2 separate regions of the Anas platyrhynchos genome follow, and region 2 is linked to region 1. A link is a contact called in public Hi-C data. All regions are on one chromosome and are shown on one strand. The core of a region is the stretch at or near the end of the contact, and the rest is flanking DNA. Distances in the headings are between cores, read along the strand shown. Region 1 holds the start of CPNE8 (copine 8). Region 2 overlaps ALG10 (ALG10 alpha-1,2-glucosyltransferase).

The links. A called contact is a pair of places that touch in the nucleus more often than the background predicts.
Region 2: a Hi-C map of F1 follicle shows a contact between it and region 1, with 4 times the contacts expected there. The contact joins the enhancer-like site here to the promoter of CPNE8 in region 1. A contact is called at or near these places in 2 of 8 Hi-C or Micro-C datasets (F1 follicle and F5 follicle).

Annotation. Positions count from the first base shown.
Region 1 is chr1:15,932,776-15,937,600 of IASCAAS_PekinDuck_T2T, forward strand. CPNE8 (copine 8) reads left to right here and starts at 1,534. Exons shown (of 20, transcript XM_038167416.2): 1 at 1,534-2,129. The coding sequence starts at 1,549.
Region 2 is chr1:16,126,051-16,130,794 of IASCAAS_PekinDuck_T2T, forward strand. All of the region lies in intron 2 of ALG10 (ALG10 alpha-1,2-glucosyltransferase), which reads right to left. Among named protein-coding and RNA genes, the nearest start is that of ALG10, 9.6 kb to the right of the region's middle. Within about 2 kb of position 2,176, at least 3 of the 8 cell types and tissues checked have an H3K27ac peak or open chromatin away from gene starts, as enhancers often do. A contact at or near this core is called in F1 follicle, where this site is marked.

The DNA of each region.
Region 1 (4,825 bases), core at 284-2,783:
CACCCTTTTCCTACTTGGCATTAGTCTTCTCAAGATATCAACTATCCCTCACCCATCCCTTCACACTGCTGTACTGAAAAAGATAATGGTGAAATAAATTTGCTTTGATTAGGATTTTCAGCTTTCAGCTTGCTGGCTTGGCTGACTGCAGACACACCCAGAACACTTGTGAAGCATGTGGTTTTCTGTCTGCACTGAGTACTTCAAGAAGGCTGATCTTAGAAGAAATACTTGGTTATACCTTATGAGAAATGACTTTGTGATCAATAACTAGACAAGACGGAAGAGAAAGAAAATTCAGGTTACACCTACCTGAAAACAAACAGGCAGAAGGTTGAGCAGGGTGTGAAGTTGGAAGTTTCTGAACAGAGATATCTGTGTTTATCTTCCTTGAGTTTCTGCCACTGAAACTCTTGCAAGGTTTCAGATGCATGCATGGGAAGTATGTGTCCTGTAAATATGACCACGTTACTGTTTTCTGTACTCACAGTGTTTAATCTGCTGGGTAGGAGTTAAGCAGGTGTCTAAATTCAAGTTCTCTCATCATCATTTTTTGATGTACTATCCAAGATCATGTATTTAACTTGAATTACATTGACAAGAATTCAGAGATGAAATTCAGAATGAACGTATTCTGACAATGTTTGTGGCTTCAGAATTACATTTGTCTTTTGCAAATAATCACACAAAACACCTTTATTTCTACTTGTAGGACCATAAACAGCCAGAGGAGTAGACATTTGTACAGGATTTGGGGTAATATCCTGTGATCCTTGACCTACTCTACATATTGTGCAACTACAGACACTGTAGTTATGTTTTATAAATACAATGTATCGTATAACTACAATGTGTGTAGTTATGTTGTGTAAATACAGACAATGATAACACAGGTGTTTAATTTGCTTTTGCCTTACTTTCCTGTCTGTGAAATGGGGATGGTATCAATTCCATCTCATCCAAGTGCTATGATGAGAAATGAATATCTAAAGCTACTAGGATGCCATGAGAATGGATGGAAATTAAACATAAAATTACATGAGAAATAAGATAATGTAACTTTTACAGTAATTGTGAAGTATTTTGTATAGATTCAGCATGGCTGAATGAGTGGTCTTTACAGACAGGCATGACCCTGCAGAAGTACACGAGGGGGTAAAATTCATGTTTGCAATGTTAGTGTAGAGAACAGCCAAGGAGAAAACACACCTTTTCCCTCTAGTATCTTGTAGCAATTGGTTTTGGACAGAAATGTGACCATAGAGTCACAGAACCATTTAGGTTGGAGATGACCTCTAAGATCGTCAAGCCCAACCACTATCCTGGCACTGCCAAGTCCACCACTAAAGCTTGTCCCTAAGCCCTACATCCACACTATTTCTGCAGACTTCCAGGGATGGTGACTCATAGAACAGAATCGCAGAATCATTAAGGTTGGAAAAGACGTCCAAGATCATCTGGTCCAACCATCCCCCTGCTACCAATGCCACCCACTACACTACGTCCCTAAGCGCTTCCCTGTGCAGCCTGCTCGGGGATAGCTCCGGAATGCCTCGCAACCCCCTCAGTGAACAAATGTCACCGAGTACCCAACCTAACCCTCCCCGGGCACCACTTGAGGTGAAATCGGTGAAACTCGGAGCGGTTTCTCCCCAAACCGGGCACCGAGCAGCCGGCAGCGGCCGCCTCAGCCGCCCCTGTCCCCGCGCCCCCTGGCGGAGAGACGGAGCCGCCACCCGATGGCGGAGCCGCCACCTCGGAGCGGAGCCGCCTCACGGCGGAGCCACCACCTCACGGCGGAGCCACCGCCCTCCGCTCCCGGCTGCAACCTCGCCGCGGCTGCCCCCGAAGTTGCTCCTCGCACCGCGTCCCCTCAGGCGGCGGCTCCCGCTGGCGGTGGCGGCGTGGCGCTGTGGGGAGGGCCGCCTGGCGCCGCCTCCCTACCTCCTTCCCTCCCTTTCTACCCTCTCCCTCCTCCATCCTCTCCCTCTCCGCGCTGCCCCATCCATGTTCGGGCTGGAGAAGCCGGCCAGGAGCGGGGGGTTCCCCAACATGGCGTCCGTGGGGGATTTTAACGCGCTCAGCTCCAGCATCCCGGCCACCAAGGTGGAGCTCTCCGTGTCCTGCAGGTGAGGCGGCGCCCGGGGGACGGTGCCCCCTCAGCGGCGGGGGGACGGGGACGGACACCGAGCCCTCGGCGGGGCTGCTGCGGGGCCCCCCCGGGGAAAAGCGGCCGCCCTGGCCCCGGTGGTCGCCTCCGGGTCCCTCCCGTGTCCCTTTCGGGTCCCTCCGGGGCCAGAGGCGAGGAGCGGGGCCGCGCCTCGCCTCCTCCAGCGGCTCCTTAACTTCTGGAGCTGTCCCAAGTGCCGCGGGTGGGGAAAGGAAAAAAACTCCCATCCGGACTGATCCCTGCGCCTATTTTTATTTTATTATTATTTTTTTTTTGGAGGCTGTCTTGCAAAAGTCTTGCGAAACCGGGAGTGTTGCCTCGGCGCGTTTTACCCCAGCGCTGCCGCTGAGAAACTAAAAATAAGAAAATGCACGCCCGAAACAGAGCGCGGTGTGTGCGGTCCCGTTCCTCAGCATTTATTTGTTTATCGGTATTTCAGCTATAACGCTGGAGGGAACAGGGCATTTTCTGTCGGAGTCTACAGTTAGTTATTTTCTACGTGTGTGTTTCCATCCACGTTTCGCAGCCCCGCTGCAAGGCTGTGAGGCAGCTCGGAGTTGGCAGCGTCCAGCAGCGGCTTTGGAGAGGTCTCGGTGTGGGTTCCTGAGGCAAGGCGAGGCAAAGTTTGTCCCGCAGCCCATCACTCCATTTTTGGAGCTGCCCCAGAGTTGCTGCTGCCAACGCTGCTGCTTGTGAGGGGAAAAAAAAAAGCTTAAATTGTCAGGCTGCTTCCTCTCCTTCCTTAGCAGATGAAGTGTGGCTCGGTGCTTTGTCAAGGCTGCATGGCAAAAGAAGGCAGAGACCCTGAGAAATGTAACACGACTGAATTTGGTATACGAAATGCATCCCTGGGCTGACAGGAACGTGCTGATGCTCAGCCCGTCTCCACAAAGTTTACTAGCAGCAAGCAGAGAAACCTTGGTCCTGGGGAAGGCATGCTGTTACGTGTAAAAGCAATCCAGGACCTTTTATATTACTGTTAGTTTTTTTTCAAATAACTTTTACATATGGCAGAGTTCTTGTGCTAGTTCTGACCCAGTTCATGTATAATGGGAGGTTATTTCCTTCCAGGTATTGTTTATATCAATCACCCTGCAATGTTTGCTTCTAACCTTACTTTTATAGCTACTTGAGAATCCATCTGGTGGTTCAGAAAGGCAGGTGTATGATACAGCTGATCATTTCTGATGTTAGTTACCTTATTTATAGCTCATTTCAGGACATAATTTACATGTTAATTTCTCTGTACATCTCTTCAAAAGCCATGTCTGTTTTGTTGAAGCAAGAAAAAAAGTTTTAAAAACGTTTTTTCACCCCAGTGTGTCTCAACATCAAGTGCTGAAGGATGGGAATTACCCAGGTGATTCCCTTCTTCATGTGCTGGAATGACAGCTTTTGATTGCAAAACCATGCTTTGAAATTGAGTGTAAAGTGAATGGGGCAGAGATTAACCAGTAGCATATGGCTGTGATTCATCTGTAAACACAGTCATTGGCTAAAGCACAGGAAAAGCAGTGCAAAACGAAATTGTGAAATACAGCAAGAGTCCACTGTGCAAAGTTCAGGGAATGCTGAAAATTCTTTAATAATTAGCAGTTGTGTATACCTAAACATATGGAGAGACATGCTTTGAAAATAGTTTGAGTCATGACATTAATTTTCTCTTGATACCTGCAGAGTTGTAGAGCCAATTTAATTAATAGTTTATATCAGTAGTTATCAGCTGATAATTATACTTTTGTTCCTAGATATATTTTTTTTGCTTTATTTGTTTTGATAATAAGTAATAATGGGAACTTCTTCCAGGTTACACATGTGGTATAATTGGTGGCTAGTGAAGCTGTGCAGGGTGTTTGGTTCCATGTCTGGCTGTGCCACAAAACAAACTTGTGATTCTAGACAATCTTTTTAACTCTGTGCTTTTAGTTTTGGTTATTTCAGTTTCTTGTTACTCAATAAAGATACAGCTTCTACTCACATTTCAGCGTGGTTCATCTGTTGGCATTTCCCAAGTCAGTTTGCTCAGCATGCCCATACTGTCAACGTGATCAAACCAGTCAGGTTTCAGTACTATGCAGATGGGGTTGCACGACTTCTTACTCTGCAAGCCAGCCTGCTTTAGCTTTGGGGTCCTGCAAGGCAGCCGCTAGGTGAGGTGCATCTCATGGCATGGGAAGTCTTTGTCTATGAACGTCTTCTGTTAATGCTCTTCTGGGATTTCTTTATCTTTATGAATAACAATCTTTCCTATGATACTCATTGCTCATTGAATGCCAGCATTGGCAGTAGTTTTGCAAATTCTGGGAAAGCAAGATATTCATTTAATTCTTTCTAGTTATTACTACCCAGTGTCTATCAGACAAAAAGTTTACAGTCTTCTTCCAACTCTTGTAAGATGTAGATTTCTAAGCTTCTAAGGGTTTTTTTTTTGTTGTTGTTTTTTTTTTTTTTTTTTTTTAATCAGGAATCTATATTCTCTGGCGCAAGGGCCAGATCTAAAGTGGCAGAACAACTTAAACATCTTGTCCCAAGGGATCTTTTGGTGTTGGTAAGAGTCCACTGTTGCCTGGGCCAGTTGTTATAGAAGCCATCTCTCTCTGCGCCCTGTCGCTCCCTCTGTCATGTGCCCAGGAATGCATCCATGGTCTGATGAAG
Region 2 (4,744 bases), core at 926-3,425, 190 kb after region 1:
TGGATACCTCTACTTCAAACCAGACAGGAAACAAAAAATGATGTGCTCAAATTCCACAAAGAAATCGTATCTTGAGGCAAATATAAGAAGCTTCTCAATACAACAGCAAGCTACTCATGGTACCTCTGGCTCTACAGACCAAGACAGCAGACAGCCTACCCAATTTACCTCCCTAAGCATTTAAGGAGTTCTAGGGGAAGGAAATCAGCCAAATCATTAGCTGCTTAGCCAAACCTCACATGCTGTTCCCCTTTCTCTAGCCACAGCAAAGCAGTTGTTATGGGACTTGTTAGCAAGTCTATGTTGTATTTTCTGGTATTTTTCCATTACCGTGACCTTAGAAGTCCAAAAGCAATGCTTCACCTACAAGATAATCAGCACGCTGTTCAAACTAAGGGTATCCATACAAGGTGCCATGGAGCTTGCCTTGCCTAAGTAGAGCAAGCTGTATGTATGCCTAGGTTGATGATACTGCTTCTGTACAAAACAGAACAAAACAAAACAAAACCAAGAAAAAAAAATGAAGAAAAAAAGAAGAGGTCAAAAGTGTTGTTCTGACATCAATTCTGGTGACCAAATTTGTTCACATGTTGGGAAGAAAAACAAAACAAAACAAAACACAAAGCCAGAGGAAGAACTATCTGGAAGGAAAGAGTCCTCATGGTTTTGTGGGTCAGTAGGTTAAGATATTGGTGGGTTGTGATCTGCATGTAGCAACATAAATGGAAGCGACATTGTGCATATCCAGAGGTACAAGAGGAAAATGGGGAGATCTGTCTGCACACAGATGTAGCATAAAGCCAATAACCAGAGGAAAAAAGCTTTTTTTTTTTTGCTAGTAAAAGTTATTATATCTTTGAAAAAGCTTGTCAAAGGGCATAGCGAATTCATCACTACTTGATGGCATTAAATAGAGTGTGTTTTCAGAAGATGTGCTCCATTTCAGCCACAAGATATTAAACTCTACAGGACTCATAATTTGGAAGCTAATTCCCTCTCAGTGGAAGTTGCTGGATGAAGTTCGATGGCCTACTGCCATGCATCAGCTGGATTGGGTCATTACAACGCTGCCTCCTCCGCCACCCCCTCCAAAATTTAAGCAGCGTATATTGTACAAGCAGCAATGGAGGGAGGTGGGAAATTAATAGTATTTATCTTGGAGGCAAACTTAAAGCTCCCTCCAGACATCAGAGAGCCCCAAAATCCCAAACATTATTTCTTCTTAATTCTTTAGGAAAGTGCAAGGTTTTTTTTTGGCTTTTAAGCAATGAGCTATAACTATCTCCCGTTTCAGAAAAGAATGCAGAAAATGTTTCCATCTTAGCGATAATTAACTGAACAAAACTCACTGTTGTTGAAGCAAATCTGTACCAGTATATTTTTAGCACAGACACATCCAACTCCATGCTGATTATAGTAATAATCAGCAAATAAATTCCCTTTCCTTTGACAGGCTGATGGTTCTTCTGTAGGAAGGGAACTGGACAGGGCAAGTTATTCCCCAAAATTTCTTGAGACTTTAAAAACAAGCTAACATTTCACACCGAGCTGAAAGTTTCCACGTTTAGCCAGCAGAGTGGTTATTGGGGAAATCAGCTCAAACCTTGGTCCTTCTGGCCTAACTGCTGGCTGTGAGGGCCTCCCCAGCTCACAATACACTGCCGAAACACACCAGGCTCTGGAAAGTAGGTGCCAGCAGCAGGTAGCTTTGGCAAGACGCCTGGCAGATGAATTCCCACCTTCACAGCTATCTCAGTTGACCACTGCCATAAAATCATCTCCTTGGTAATGAGAAGCATACGATGTTTTTTAACAGTGCACAAGTGCACAGAGTAAGGAATCCTATCTGAAACAAAGAAAATGTTAGGTAAAAAGCAGCCAGGCTGCTCCTGGCCAGCCCTACCGTTCTGAAGTGCCTCCTCCCACCCAGCACCAATGCTGTGGCATTTGCTCAGCACTGACCCAGAGGGCAAAATGCTCTCTCTGAAATCAGTAATATTCCTGGGCGTCTCTCCTTTGTTCTTTTCAATCTTGTCATTTAGATTCCAATTCAACCAGGCAGTGTTTTGTTTGAGATTCGACGGGAACCCAGGAAAATGCAGCACGAGTTACGTGTCTGAAATGTGCAGGTCTGAAGCAGTGCCCTAAAATTAGAGACTCTTGTCAGCGATAATCACCATAAACATTCCTTTTGCGCTGTGCAGGCACAAGATTATTTCTATGACAATACTTCTAGGACAGTTGATACGAAAACATGGAAACGTAATCTCGTTAGAGAAGATCTGAAGGTAGCTAAGGACACAAACTTCTGCAATTACAGCTTTGAAAAGATATAGTGCTACCACTAATACCAATTCATACTGATTCCAGTCAAATGCACTGTGTATTAATTTACATCTGCGTAGATCCAGGAAATAAAGCACACGCAAAGACTGTTTTCAAAGTGTTTATTTTTTTTAAGATATGACGATTTTTGCTTTATAAATACAGCGGAGTATCTGGACAACAAATGATCTGAAAACAAAAGCAACCCCTTCCCCACTACTGGCATAGGGGTGCAATTCAAGTAGGCTCGCATTTCTTGAAAACCTTAAAGTTATAGATCCACACCTAAGTACCAGAAACATCGTTTGATAAACCAATTAATTCCCAAGTTTACCAAGACCGTTCTACCAGTGATCAGGCCAGCTCCAGCAACAGGCAGCCTCTCCTTCATGTGGAGAAGACATTTTCCCTCAGGCATGGCAAACCCCTCTCCCTCACCACCACATACAAGCTTAACTGAGCTACAGAGCACTGCTCAGAGCAGCAGTGCCCCAGAGCATCCCATCCATGCCTGCTGCTGGTAGTGTTGCAACAGCAATCGGCTGTAGCAATCCTTTCCCTTTTGCTTCCTGCTCCTGAAATTCCAACTTTCCCCAGAGCTAAGGAACAGCATGAGGTCCTGAGCACACTCTGAGATTAAGCACAAAGCCCAGTGACAAAAACTCACAAATTAAGGACATTTTAGCTACAGGTTGCCAGCTAGGTTAGCATTTCTGTCTCATGGACAGATTCCTTTTGTCTGCAAAATGATGTTTGCTAGTAAAAACCAGTTCTCTGGATTCATCTAAAGCATACTTTTAAGAGTCTTGTGGGTTTCTTTCCTATAAAAGACATCTCAGCTGACGTACAAATGTCACTGACTCAAAAATAAAAGGTGTATACAACCCAACAAGGAAAGCAAAGCTTTTTTAAGGAAAGAAAACAAAAAAAACAGGGCAGTGAATAGAAACACAGAATTTGAGGTAATTGGAAGCAGTTATTTTCATGGATTCTGGCTACAGACTTTTTCATTACACAAAAAGCAGATGATGCATATAAAATGCTGTGTGTCAACTACTACAGGGCTAACAGACATTTGAACATTTGTATTTCGTATGTGCATCATCTAACAAAAAGAGCGAATATTTCAGAAAATCACCATGTGTCAGTCTCAGAAGTATAATTACTTTGCCTTCCTCAGTTTGTCCTCCAATGTATTTTTCTTATTTTAAATGGCAATTAATGGACCATATGAAGGAAATAACAATCTGTGAAAGTCGGTAATAAAACAGCAGAAGGAAACCTAACTTTCTAAGCAAGTGTAGTGTTTAAAATATTGACATCATGTCAAGAATAAGCTTTCAGATTTCATTTTTGTTATCTAAGACCTGATGTGAAAACTTGATAAATAAATAAAAATATCAAATAAAAATATCAAATACATTTTAAAGATGAGCAAAACCAGTGCTTCTTCTAAAACTTATCATACACTCTAAATTGATAATTAAAAACATGAACATTTTAGCTAAACCAGTTACTGAAACAAGCACTCAGCCATGACAGAACTCGAAGTTTTCTAATTCTCAGGAAATAGCCAAGCTAAGAAACCTGATGCTGTGATTTCAAGCAGCATTACATTAAGCAGTTGGTCACCCCAACAGGATGGCACAAGGCTGCCACCTTGCGAAAAAATGCAAACCAGCATTCAGGGAGCAAAAATCAACAGTCTGCCTCTAGACTATGGAAGACTTTCCTACAGTATTTTAACAGAAGTAATCCTTTTGGTTTACCTACTCGCAATCAAAGGAATAGGTAAAAAAAAAAAAATCTTTCAGCATGCACATATTGCTTTTGGTGTAAAATTCATACTAATTTTGAACACAAACATGTTGTCAAAGGACTTTAGAGGAACAAAACCAATACAGAATACTCACAAATAACAGAAATACAGATTACTGTTTACAAACAATCTACCTACCTTCCCAAATAACCACCTATATGTAACTTCAAAAGTTTTCCATTACTTTTCTTGTGTTTTTCACCTCAAAACAATTCAGCCACACTGCGGCTGTTCAGTTCTCTGCTTGGGTTCTTCTGAGAATGATTGAAAAATCACCTTCTTTCTGTCTCAGGAAAACAACCTGAGCCTTTATTTTTCAATGGCAATTATAAAATTGTTAGCAGCATTTTCTTTTAATCTCAGACATTACATTTCAACAAATTACTGCAGCTTTTTTCTCTAAATGGATAGCTGATTAATAAAATTTACAGTGATAATTGTTTTAATGCTGTTGGAAGTAATTTCATTGCCAATTTACACCAGCGCAGGAATTAACCAGAAGTAATTCCCCCTGAAGCTAGAAGACCATGGCAACAAAACCAGGATAAACACAGCTCTTTCTGCATGTCTCTGCACCGACTAGGTCATGCATTACAAACA